Linked DNA regions of Zea mays: all the other regions are linked to region 3. Evidence: chromatin contacts called from public Hi-C data. All regions are on one chromosome and are shown on one strand. Each heading gives the region's core, a stretch centred on a gene start, on an enhancer-like site or on the middle of the called end of the contact. The rest is flanking DNA. Distances are from core to core; before and after follow the strand shown. Region 1 overlaps LOC100193246 (a long non-coding RNA gene). Region 2 holds the start of LOC100191695. Region 3 holds the start of LOC103636017 (integral membrane protein).

What was found. A called contact is a pair of places that touch in the nucleus more often than the background predicts.
Region 1: a contact with region 3 is called in a Hi-C map of leaf, with 5 times the contacts expected there. The contact joins the enhancer-like site here to the promoter of LOC103636017 in region 3. A contact is called at or near these places in 3 of 25 Hi-C or Micro-C datasets (ear, leaf and tassel).
Region 2: a contact with region 3 is called in a Hi-C map of leaf, with 7 times the contacts expected there. The contact joins the promoter of LOC100191695 here to the promoter of LOC103636017 in region 3. A contact is called at or near these places in 2 of 25 Hi-C or Micro-C datasets (leaf and tassel).

Annotation. Positions count from the first base shown.
Region 1 is chr8:141,857,889-141,861,969 of Zm-B73-REFERENCE-NAM-5.0, reverse strand. It overlaps LOC100193246 (a long non-coding RNA gene), which reads right to left. Exons shown (of 2, transcript NR_156483.1): 2 at 2,033-2,457. Among protein-coding and RNA genes, the nearest start is that of LOC100193246, 13 kb to the right of the region's middle. Within about 2 kb of position 1,354, at least 17 of the 20 cell types and tissues checked have an H3K27ac peak or open chromatin away from gene starts, as enhancers often do. A contact at or near this core is called in ear, leaf and tassel, where this site is marked.
Region 2 is chr8:141,665,225-141,669,075 of Zm-B73-REFERENCE-NAM-5.0, reverse strand. LOC100191695 reads right to left here and starts at 2,595. Exons shown (of 4, transcript NM_001137124.1): 1 at 2,231-2,595; 2 at 1,695-1,883; 3 at 736-906. The coding sequence starts at 1,874.
Region 3 is chr8:142,171,849-142,175,820 of Zm-B73-REFERENCE-NAM-5.0, reverse strand. LOC103636017 (integral membrane protein) reads left to right here and starts at 1,474. Exons shown (of 8, transcript XM_008658382.4): 1 at 1,474-1,868; 2 at 1,975-2,058; 3 at 2,302-2,359; 4 at 2,463-2,563; 5 at 3,293-3,388; 6 at 3,459-3,552. The coding sequence starts at 1,788.

The sequences.
Region 1 (4,081 bases), core at 105-2,604, 310 kb after region 3:
CAATTGTCGGTTCACAACAACTTTTTCATAGCTCACAACTAGAATAAGATTTTTAGGATTCTGCAGTTAAACCAAACAGAGCCTAAATCAAGTAAGTTTATGAGCCAAAAGTTTCTGTAGCATTTAATTTTGAAGCATGTATCAGAGCTAGTTAATCAGATAGATAGACAAAACAAAAAGTAGCTTAGTTGTTTTTTTGGTGTCAGGAGCTAGTGCCCATTGGTGTCATTGCCCTATCATATTGGAAACGGACAGTGCTAGGGTAAGCACCTGTACGAAGAAGCACGAAACTGGACAAGTTTGAATATGGTTTTGTATTTGCTGAAGCAAAGCGGAGTTTTGGCATAGGTCATTGAGGTGAAGAAAAATGGTAAGTTATTGTTTGGATACTTTCATTTTGGTGAAATTGTAATCTAATTAATAGAGTAAACTATTTGGTTTGGAATTTGATATTTCATCACTTTCCAAAGTTCATATATATGTCTACCTTAAATTAACATAATAGTGGATAAAAATTAATTTCATGTATCACAGGGCTATATATATATGTTTCTACTCTGCAACTTATAAGATGTTCTTTGGCTCACTACACTATAGTAAAATACAGCCCATAAATATTTTTTCCATATGATAAATTGTAGTATACAAATATGGTGTATAAAATTATATTAGCTTAATTAATATGTGCCTGAATTACTACTCATAGAATGGAATTCGATTCAAAGGATCCAAATGTGGCCTAATAGAGCACCGAATGAATTAGCTGCTTTAGCTAGCGCATACTTGACCTCATTTTGAGCAAATTGGGCTCCACCTATTTCTGTCTAGTAATTAAAGAAGTCTCTTTTGTCGGTGTATAAAAAAAATCAAGATTTACCATTCGAATGTTGCTCTCAGAGGCGGCATGCATGTGGAGTATGAGACGTTGCACTTTGTCGTGAGAATACGTGTGTGTTTGCGAAGGTCTTGTGTGTGTGATCGAGGTTATGTATCTATAATTTTTTAAGAAAAAAAAAAGATAACAGTTTACCAACAATTATAGATGCTAAATACGAGGGCAAAACATGGGTGAATTTTAGCCTAATAATAAGAGGTAATAACAGGAGTTTATTGGTGGTTATAACCTATTAGCCCTTATTATCAACTACTTCTTATTATTATATTATAAGGTGACTAATTTTAATTCTTAGCCACAGGATCAGCCAAGCTAGACTATCCTAATAAGAAGCAAAAGAAAAATAGGCATATCCAACGTTGCGGCAGACATTCTGAATGGGTCTAGGCCCACGTGCGTCAGGACCGATGTCATATTCATCCACAGCAGAAGGGAATCTAGATTGGACTGGAACGGGGCGAGCGTGCTCTCGAGAAGCCCACCACTTGCAAGTCGCACCTGCTGGCCCGCACATGCTTCTTGCATGCATGCTTTCTGCCGGCTACCCGAACCAGCCACAGTCGGGAGGACATCGCGCCCATCCGCTTTGTCGAATTGCTGGTTACCAGCAGTGCAGGGCACGCGCGACGTATGTCGCGATACGCCTGTCACGTACAGGAACAATCCTAAATGAACCGTATTTCAAAGAAATATCTAAGCAGGTAATGTTTTGTATCGTAGATTGTATTGTTCGTAGAGTAGAATTTGAATATGTGTATAAAGATAGATAAATTGCTACAGATAGCTTAAGTAGAAAAAAAGTACAAGGGACATATAACGTCTCTAGCACAATTGTCGAAGTCAAAGATACGATTTCACTCATACAACTGATATAAATAGACAATGTCTTACGATATTCTAGTGAATAAGATATAATGCTTAAATACATTGAGTTGTATAAACGAATTTCTTAGATATATTTAGTGTTTGTAAAAACCGCAACATAGTATATAGATTGTATATGCCATTTTATTGTAGATAGAATTTTATCCATACATTGTTATTTTGATTTCGTGACATGTCATTTAATGAGAATAAATGCCATGAAACTCTCACGGCATATGCTTTATGCCAGCAAATTTCAAAATACGAAGCAATGACTTAAACAAAACTCGCAGGCATTTATGAATAGCCTCGCAGCATTGCAAGTTGTATAAATAAACTTCTACAACAGAGTCTGATAGTCACTTGCTATCCATTTAAATTGTTCTACAGGAATCCTCTCTTGGTGGACTCAGCTTTCTTGGATATGGCAATGCCAACCTAGTTGGAGGTGCGGTACAGCTTCCCGAATACATGGAGCACAGCAACGACGGCTACGAACCCAATACTCATGATCAGAACAGTGTTTGGTGACATTTTGCGGCCGGCAGCCTCATCAGTGTAGAATTGGAGCATTGAGCTGGCACCGCCTCCACCAGCAGCAGCACCGCTTGTGGTCCTACGCCTACGCAGGCTTGCGGCTGCCGCCGCGCTCCCTCTAGCAGGTGCATCACCATTGGCCACCATCTTGTCCTAACACTCTGCATGACAGTAGAAGGGTTCATACTTCAGATACAATACTTGCATCACTACAACAGTGAGAACACAACACAACATGCAGTTGGCTATCACATCAGATTAGCAGGTATCACATATTGGAAATCTAACTATGAATACCTACATCAGCATACAGCAGCATGTACTTTGGCAGACAAAACAGAAAAACAATCATTTTTTGCTTTCTTATGCTTACAAAGATCAACTAAGCACAAAACTTTGAACTCTGATTTTACTTTACTGGCGTTAACAGACAAGTTATGACTGGGATAGTAAGTGAAATTCAAATTCTAAACTGTGCATAAATCCAGCTCCTAGTTTCGCAGAACTAACCTTGTATGCTATCACAGATCATGACATATTACCAGTGGCATGAGACACAAGTTTCACATCACATAAGAATTAGATAAGCAATGGTCAGACAAATGCACAAGCTGCACATCATAATATGCAATGCATGTATAAAAGCCGGAAAATGTATAGCTCTAACAGGAACAGAATAAATGCAGGCAAATACAGTTTCATTTTGAGGAGCATTGCAAATTCAAAGCATGTTGACATACACAGGGATGATATAACAGTTACATAAAAGCCACTTGTAAGCCATGAACCAGGTCAACCAGAACCATCAAATTTTCCATCGATTTAGCACCATTCAGCGTGCAACCAAAGATCGTCAGGTTAAATAATCAGAAAATCTGATTCTAGTTCTGGGGGTCTGGCACAATTCGGGCTAGTTTAGGAGTACAAAATGTCAAAACCTCTCTCATCAACCTCCTCCCAATCACTGCAAGAACCTCTCTGAGGCGGGCCTAGCGTTCTAGGTACGCCCCAACATGGTCCTATTATGTTTCATGGTGTGAACTATTGCAGAGTACCAACTAGGTCCATTCTTGTCATGATGGTAAAGATACATGCTACAGTTCATTTCTAGAACGCTGCATAAACACTTGGTATCCAACCACTCATTGAATTGTTATGGATTTGGATGATGTGTTTCTAGTTTGCAGGGTGGACCTTCCAAACACCGCACACTGGAGAGTATGTATATTTTTTGGTGTTGTATTATGGATATTCTGTGTATGAACATGTGTACCATTGACAAATTACCATAAAGAAACTCCTGTTTTGATTAACATCTACAGATGGTTATTTTGGTATTTAAAATTAACGTTAGATAAATTTCTGTTGTCCATGGATTAAAGGTGTTGCTAGAACTAAAGGTACAAACATGTGCAGTGTGGAGCAAGTTCAATCTTTACATACTTTTTATATTTTCTCTGGGACTGGGAGCAATATATCATCCAGCTATGAAGATGCAGAATATTGTTTGGCTCTTTTTGTCAACCATTGTGTTCTTACTAAGGTTTGCACTATTTGTTTTATCTCACGCTGATAAAACACAATTTCAACACAAACTCAAAGGTAGATGTTGGGGGCCTTCGGTTTCCGAAGGTCCTCAAAAACATGATTTAACAATGTCTCTGGAGTATATTGTATGAACAGGGATCTTCGAACAAAGGCCCACGGTATGAAGAAGCACGGAAACAACACGAAGGATGGAGCAGAGCCGAAGCTGTACGCAAGGGAGCTTCGGCATGATGGCAG
Region 2 (3,851 bases), core at 1,346-3,845, 510 kb after region 3:
GCTATACTGTGTTTTTCTAATCAAAGTTGATGCATTAGACGATCTGATAACCACACAAACTTGGTGACGTCTGGTTCAATTAATAATAAGTTTATATTGATATACATCTATCTATTATCTATTCAATAATGCAAGTCCGGCCCAGTCAGCAATCAATTACTCTAAATCTCTCCAGATTGATAGTGGGCTCAGTGTTTCAGGCGTGTGCCCCCACAGTTGTATGTATGTCGTTAGGCATGTGAAAATATGTGCACTTAATGAACATATGCAATGCTTGCCAATTACAACAGTCACAAGTAACATAAAAATGAAAAGGGGGAACTATATGAAAGTAAAAGTGAATCTATGCATGACAAAAAAAACAGTGAAGAGTTATTAAAACTCAGCCAATGTAGATACTACAGTTACCCAGGAAAAACTATTGAAGAAAAGTAGGTCAGGGTCTACACTATCTCCTTTAGTGTTTGCTGACATCAAAAGGCATAATAGACATAATTATCCACATAAAAACCTGTATGCATGACATTTTTTTAACAGTAGACTATGGAAAGCTACATTTCATCTAATCTGACACACAGTAAGTAGAGAGAAACTTGTGACTTGTAAGTGATTTCCTTTCAACAAATTGCATAGTACTGGAGGTTTAAGATAATTTAATTTAAAATAAAACTAAATGGCACACAAAAACCAAAACAGTTAGTTCAAACTGGTAGAATTTGGTAAAAAAATACTTACTACATCATGAGCATGCAAGAGAGACTGGCGCTGTTGACTCAGGTCATGCAGGATAGAGACACCAAGTTCTTCAGTCTCCAGCATAGTTCTATGGCTATCTCTGAGCCTATCAGTTGTTTGGTTCTGTCTCTCGGTTGCCCTGAGCAATCTTGACCTTTGATCAGCAGAAACCTGTGTGATCATAAAAAAACAACATTAGACTCTCATGGAGACTGTCAACTTTTTACTTGCAAGGTTGAAGGATAGACACATGAAACTAACAAATAAACAAATCTAAGATTGATGATAAATCAGAAATATGTGCGTGCAAAAGAACTAGCGCCTCATGCTTCATCAGAATATGAATATTGCCAGTTTGATATAGCTAGAGCTTAGCCATATGGATTCTGGACAGCATATGCCACAATTTGCAGGACACATTACTACCACCTTGCAGACATTATTGATAGCTTCGGCTTATCCATGCTGCAGGGGTAGCCTTTAGAATTTTCTAGATTGGTATAGAGCTGCTTCAACAAAAAATGATTGATATTTTCGACGAACATGGGAAAATAAGTGCTTTGCCATTCAGAGTGCGTTTAACATGAATTGTGAATTCATTCACTACAAGTCCATGAAACAACCAAAGAGCACATCCTGACGTTAGCTACTCATACAAGGCATTGCTTTTGTCCCAATTAGCTCCACATCTGTAATTTGGAAGGTTCAATTGCCTTCACTAACTGCAGTACTGAAAGGAGTCATAGACACTTGTATCCAGATCATAGGGCTAACATTAAAGAACTTGAGCCAAATTAACACCAACCAAACAGGTATGTTTTGTGTCATTTCTGCCAAATAACCAAGAGAAAATGATGGTTCAAATATAGACATGCCTTGCACAACCTTGTTAACAAACCAAAAAGAGCATGGTTCAATCCAGATGAGAATGGTTCATGAATTCAGAAAAGGTAACATACCCCCAATGTATCTGCCATTCCTGACTCCAACAACTCCTCCCTCGCCCCCTGTTGTGCATTAATACTAGTAACCCTCTTCAGCGCTCCCTTAAGGTTATTAAGATCTGACTTGTACTCCCTGATCTTTACTAGGAGATCAGCTCTAATGCTTGGTTGCAGGTTTCTTGCTTCAAGATCCATCTTCCTTATCTGAAAACAAAAACAACATTACCAATATACAATAGATGTCTTCCGCCGCACAATAAAACTTCCATTTGAATTTGATAACTGCTTAGCCTGATCCTATAAGAAGGAAACGTCCCTAAGTTTAAACAATTATGTAATCCTTAGGGTTCAAAATTTTCCGTGATCTATAAAAAATACAGCTCTAAAGAAGGATCGTTCCTTGTTTCTTTTTTTCTCCCTACACCTGAATATAATTCCAAAACAGTTTTGTGAGGGTCGTGCATCCTTCGCGGCTACTTAGTAACAAGAGCACAGCCACTATTTGCCTATGTTTAATAAAACAAAAACAAAAAAGAGGAGCGAGGGGATACCAGTGCCTCAGCGCCATCGATGCCGGATTGGATCTCCGCCGCCTTCTGCTTCAGCTTCTCTGCGCGACCAAATATTTTACCAAGAGACGATTCGGAGGGAGAGCCTACCGAGATTGAGGTTGCTTCTAGAAAACGAAGAGATTTGGGAGGGGTGGAGGATTACCTCCCTGTAGGGCGGCGGCGGCGGTGCATTTGCGGGTGAGGGAGGCGGACGCCTCGCAGTACTGGCGCTCGTAGCCCTCGAACACCTTGCTCATGTTGCCCCGATCTCGATCCCAATCGCTGTTTGTCTAAACCCGCGAAATTTTCTCTGGAGCGATCACGTCGGGAGGAGTCGAGGCCTAGGAAAGGAAGAAATGGGGACGGACCGAAGGAGTAGGACACAATTGGACGTGGACGTTCAGACCCAGAAGGCTTCGTTGGAGTTTTTCTTTCTTTTCTTTTTTTTCCTTCTTTTTTCATCCTTTTCTAGTACACGCTGGGTAGAAAAGATAATAAATTGGCGGCATGGCAGTTTAATCAGCAAACCCGAAATTCGATAGGTACGTGACCTATTCGGTGAAGATTTTGATCTGCAGGTGCAACTCGTATCCGATCCGAAGTTTCGCGGGTGTGGGTGCGGGTTTCTATTTCAACCGGCGGTGATCCGCATCTCGCCCGAAATGTTGGTTTATTCTTTATTTTTGTGCAAAAATAATTAAGATACAACGGTAATTGTTTTGAATAAGTAACATGGCTACTGATTCATGAAACGTTTTGTTGCTACTCAATATGTGAAGGCTTAAAATATGTAGATATAACTTAATTATTGTTGATACTTAATTGTTTATAGCTAATTGTTATTTAAAAGTGACACTAGGTAAAAACCCGCGAGTGACCCGAAACCCGACGGGTTCAGGTGCGGGCTTAAAATTGTACCCGTGGGTGCGATCGGGGACGAGTTTAGTTAGACTTCACGGGTGCGATCGCGAGTGGGTTTTTGCTCCACCTAACCCGAACCCGACCCATTACCATCCCTATCTGCAGCATCATCGAAAGACCTAGCTTTGTGCTTATGGTTACGTGTCTTCCACCAAGATTCAAGAGAGCTCTTGAGAACCAACCGAGCATGTAACACTCTGAATTTGGGGTATAAAATTTGTTCTTTAATATCTACCAAATTCAGGTGTTACTCCTTTTCTCACCTCTATAGATTTTCTTTCTCTTCTTTTTAATAGAATTTTGGGTGTTTATTCGAGAGGTGTATTATTTCTTTAGAATATTAAAACCTAGGGGAGACATGAATTGGTGCATTATGTTGAGCTAAAATTTTATTTTTGGTTGATGCACATGTTTGAAATATTCAAATTTGAATTTATGGTTTATTTTATTTGAATTCAATAGAGAAAATAAAAGAAAAGAAATAGAAAATTCAGAACAAAAGAAAAACCAGAAATCAGCCCAAGACACCCTCTCCCTCGACCTTTTCAGCCCAGTTGGCCCGGCTGCTCTCTCTCTCTCTACGCGGTGGGGCCTACCTGTCGACGCCATTCCTCTCGCCCATGCGAGCACCCTTTGTCCCATCTCCCTCTGCCAGCCCGGTCCCGCTTGTCGGCGCTGCCCGCTCACTCGTGCGCCCTCT
Region 3 (3,972 bases), core at 225-2,724:
CTATGATCTGCTCGACTTCCGTGATCTTCTCCTTGCCGTTTTGTTCCGACTGCTCTGCTCCTTGGTGTCAGGGGTGGGGCCCATCATTCCGGGGGGCCCGGGGCAACCGCCCCGCGCCCCCCCTCAGGGCTGTCGCTGGACGTGCGCCGTGGTCGGCATACACTAGATAACGCACCAGCTGACTACGTTGACAGGTGGGTCTGCCGATGCGCCATCTGGTGGGCCGACGACGTAACGGGTTGACTTGTAGCTTCCGCCACCTTTGGCGTCTCTACGATGCGGATCCCTTCGCTGCGCCTATAGATGTCCAAACGGGCCACCCGGCACGGACCCGGCCCGAACCCGTTTCGGCCCGGTACGAATAGGGCCAGGCCAGGCACGACCCGTTGATGCTTCGGGCCAGATCGGGCTGGCCCACGTGCCTAGGGACATGCCCAAACCCGGCACGCACAGGAAAAAATCGTGTCGGGCCGACCCGTTGGCCCGGTGGGCCTCAACGGACCGGGCCAGGCACTAGCCCGAACCAACAGTAGAACGGTATATAAATACATATATTTAACAGAATTAATCATATATAATAACATATTATTTATATATATTAAGACAACAAAATATTTATGTATGCATTTTATATTTATGTATGCATTTTATATATGTTTGGCCGCGTATTTAGTATTTACATACTATGAGAGAATTAAATGTATTTACATATTTAGTATTTACATAAATATGTGGGCCGCCGTCGGGTCGACCCATTTATCAGGCTGGGCCGGGCCAAAGCACGCGGGCCGCTGTATCTGCCCATACCCGGCCCGCTAAACGGGCCGTGCCGGCCCGGGCCCGTAACCGACCGTGCCGGGCCGTGTTTGGACCGGGCTAAATTCGTGTCGTGCCACGGGCCAAACGGGCAGCCCGCACTGTTTGGACATCTATAGCTGCGCCTGTACGGATGTGTGGAGCAGAAGGCCCTGAGACGTCTTGACGGTGATGGGCCTTGGTTGCTAACTATTGCATCAAGGCTTTCATTGTTGTTGTTGTTGTTTTTCGCTATGATCGACCGTATAGTTAGCCAACATAAAAGAAAGATTAGAAAGATTAAGCTTTCGTTATATGGTCGAGGTCGCGATATGTCTCCTCCCGATAGTCTCTACCATCATTTCTAAAAAAGGCAAAGACCGGAAATTCCCACGGTAACTTCGTATTTCATTTTGGAATAATTGTCTTTTTTACCATGACGGCAGTGCAAAGTAATAAAAAACAAATTTTCCTTGAACAATTTGTCTTTAAGATGGAACATTTTTCCAGAAATCAAAAGAAGACGAACAGTGCGATCGAGTAAAGCTCGAATGAACCAGAGAGACGAAAAAAAGAAGAAAACGAAATGTTTTTTATCCGGCTCCCTGCAAACAAATCACGAAAATGCCCTTCTCCCACATAGAAAAAAAAAAGGAGAAGGCCACAGTCCCGCAACGGCGACGGCACACGTGTTCTGTCGTCGCCTTCCACCAGTTGTTGACGGATGACGTGGTCGGGGAGCCCAAAACGCCACGCAGCTGCAGCTCTGGCTGAGTTCACACTTCACGGGAAGAAAGACGTAGAATATTGGATGGGTTCAGATTAAAAAGGCAGTTAAGCTCGATGGATGCGTGTGATGATTATATAAAGGACATTATAAATCAACGGGAGCAAAGGAAAGGAAAGGGAGAAAATTTCATATAGCAATTGTTTCGCGTATAGGAGGGAGAACAAAGGTCGCGTCTCGAAAGTTCTTGCCTTGTTGGGAAGGGATGGCGTCGGAGGTGGAGGACGACGCGGCGGTGCCGGGCGCGCCGCTGGTCGCCAATGGTGCAGCCGACGTCCGCCGGAGGGTTCGTCGCCGGGCCGCTGCTGCTCTGTCGTTTAATTTTCTTTTTTTCTTTCTTTCTCGGATTTGCTTCTGGCTACACTTATGAGTGCTGATCTTGTCCTGCGCAGAGGGATCAGGCTAAGGCGATTTTGTCCAAGCAGGCCGTCAAGATCGCCACCAAGGCCGAGCAGCACGAGCGCTTCATCTTTAAGGTCATTTCCCCGACCCTGCCTCCGTTTAATCTCTTTATTACCGCCTTTCTTGTGCAGTTGACGTCCACAAATCTTGCCGCTCCCGTGCTCCCTTTCTTTTGTGGAGGTCATTGTGTGATGTAATAAGTACCTGCACATTTATTGTTCGCACTGTGCTGCAGAGATTGTGGCAATAATTGGATTCGCTGGATTGGGTTTAGGGAATGTTCTCATATGGTGCTGCTGGTTTTAAATGTTCATCAGGTCACACACTTGCTGGGTGTTCTTGGATTTGGGGGATTTTGCTATCTCTTGGGTGCCAGTAAGCTACTGCAACAACATTGATCTTTTGGTTGGGTGTCGCATACTGTACATCATAAGATTCTTGTTGATTCCACCTCTCAATGCTATGGTGTTGCTTGCAGGACCACAGGATGTGCCATATGTGTACTGCCTGTTCTATGTCATATTCGTTCCGCTCCGCTGGATTTACTACCGCTACAAGAAATGGCATTACTATCTCCTGGTGAGTATGTTACTGTCTCACATTTTTTATGTCCTGGAGATGCGTCAATTGTCAGAAATGTGCTTCCACATATTTTTACATCATAAATCATAACTTAGCATTGTTTGTTTCAGTGTCCTACTTTACTCTAAATTTATTTGTTATCCACACCACAAATTCTCCAATAGAAAGCTTTGTTGAAAGGATAAATAGTTGTAGATAGCACATACTAGTATGATGAGTGGATGATGGGCTGTTTTATGACATTGTGCCAACATCTTGCAGTTGCACAATGTGTGTAAGTGGTAAACCTATTATCACATTTTTTTTCCACCACGGACAGACCAAATATCGTCACTTAATAAACCTATTGTCACATATCTCATGTATTTATCCTTTATAAAAAATTAAAAAGGAGCCACTCTATTCTAACGATGTGTAATGTTGATGATATTCTTTTATTGTACCGGGAATAGCCTTTTATCTGATTTACCTGATAAACAGTATGCCTACATGTTTGAGATAGAGTTTTACAATATTGGAGTACATGTCAAGTAGTACAACTCTAATACTACATTATATCTTGGTCAATATTCTAGGTTCTGTTTCATTTTACATTTCAAATGTTGTCACAAATATTAGTTTGCTAGACAGCAGCCTTGTGTTCTTTTGATGGGATCTTCTTCATTTCTAAAGCCATCATCTTGTGTGTAAAACCTTGAGGTTTAATTTTTTTTCTTTTTTCTGCAGGACTTCTGCTACTATGCCAACACCTTTCTCCTTGTAATGATTCTCTTCTATCCGAAAGATGAAAAACTTTTCATGGTTTGCTTCTCGTTTGCAGAGGTATGAAAAATACTCCTGTTGATTTCCAGAGCTTGTCCTGGATGTGTTTAATCATTTTAAATCCTCACAGGGTCCACTTGCTTGGGCATTAATTGTGTGGCGTTGCAGCTTAGTTTTTGGTTCATTTGACAAACTTGTTAGTGTCCTGATACATCTCTTACCTGGTAAGTGATCTCAGACATGAATATCTGGATTCAATACATACACAATTTTACTTTTTCATGTAAAACATCATTTTGATATAGTGAAACTATGTAACCGTTTCAGTTTACTGACATTTGAGTAATCTATTGGGACTTTACATTATTTGAATTATAAGTAGTGTTCTCGCTCATCTTTCTTTAACCAGCACATCCCATTTTTGTCTGGCTGAACTTCTTCTTTCTTTATCTCTGAAAGTTCCAAAGAAACTACAAATGGAATGGTGATGCCAAAACATGAAACAATGAGGAACACAAAGTTATGGACACTTAATCTGAGTATTGGAGGAGAATAGAATAGTATTAACCAGAATATGTGTGTAGATACATATAGTAGGACCATAATGGGCTGGATACAAGGCCTAGGCCCAACAGGTAGCACCA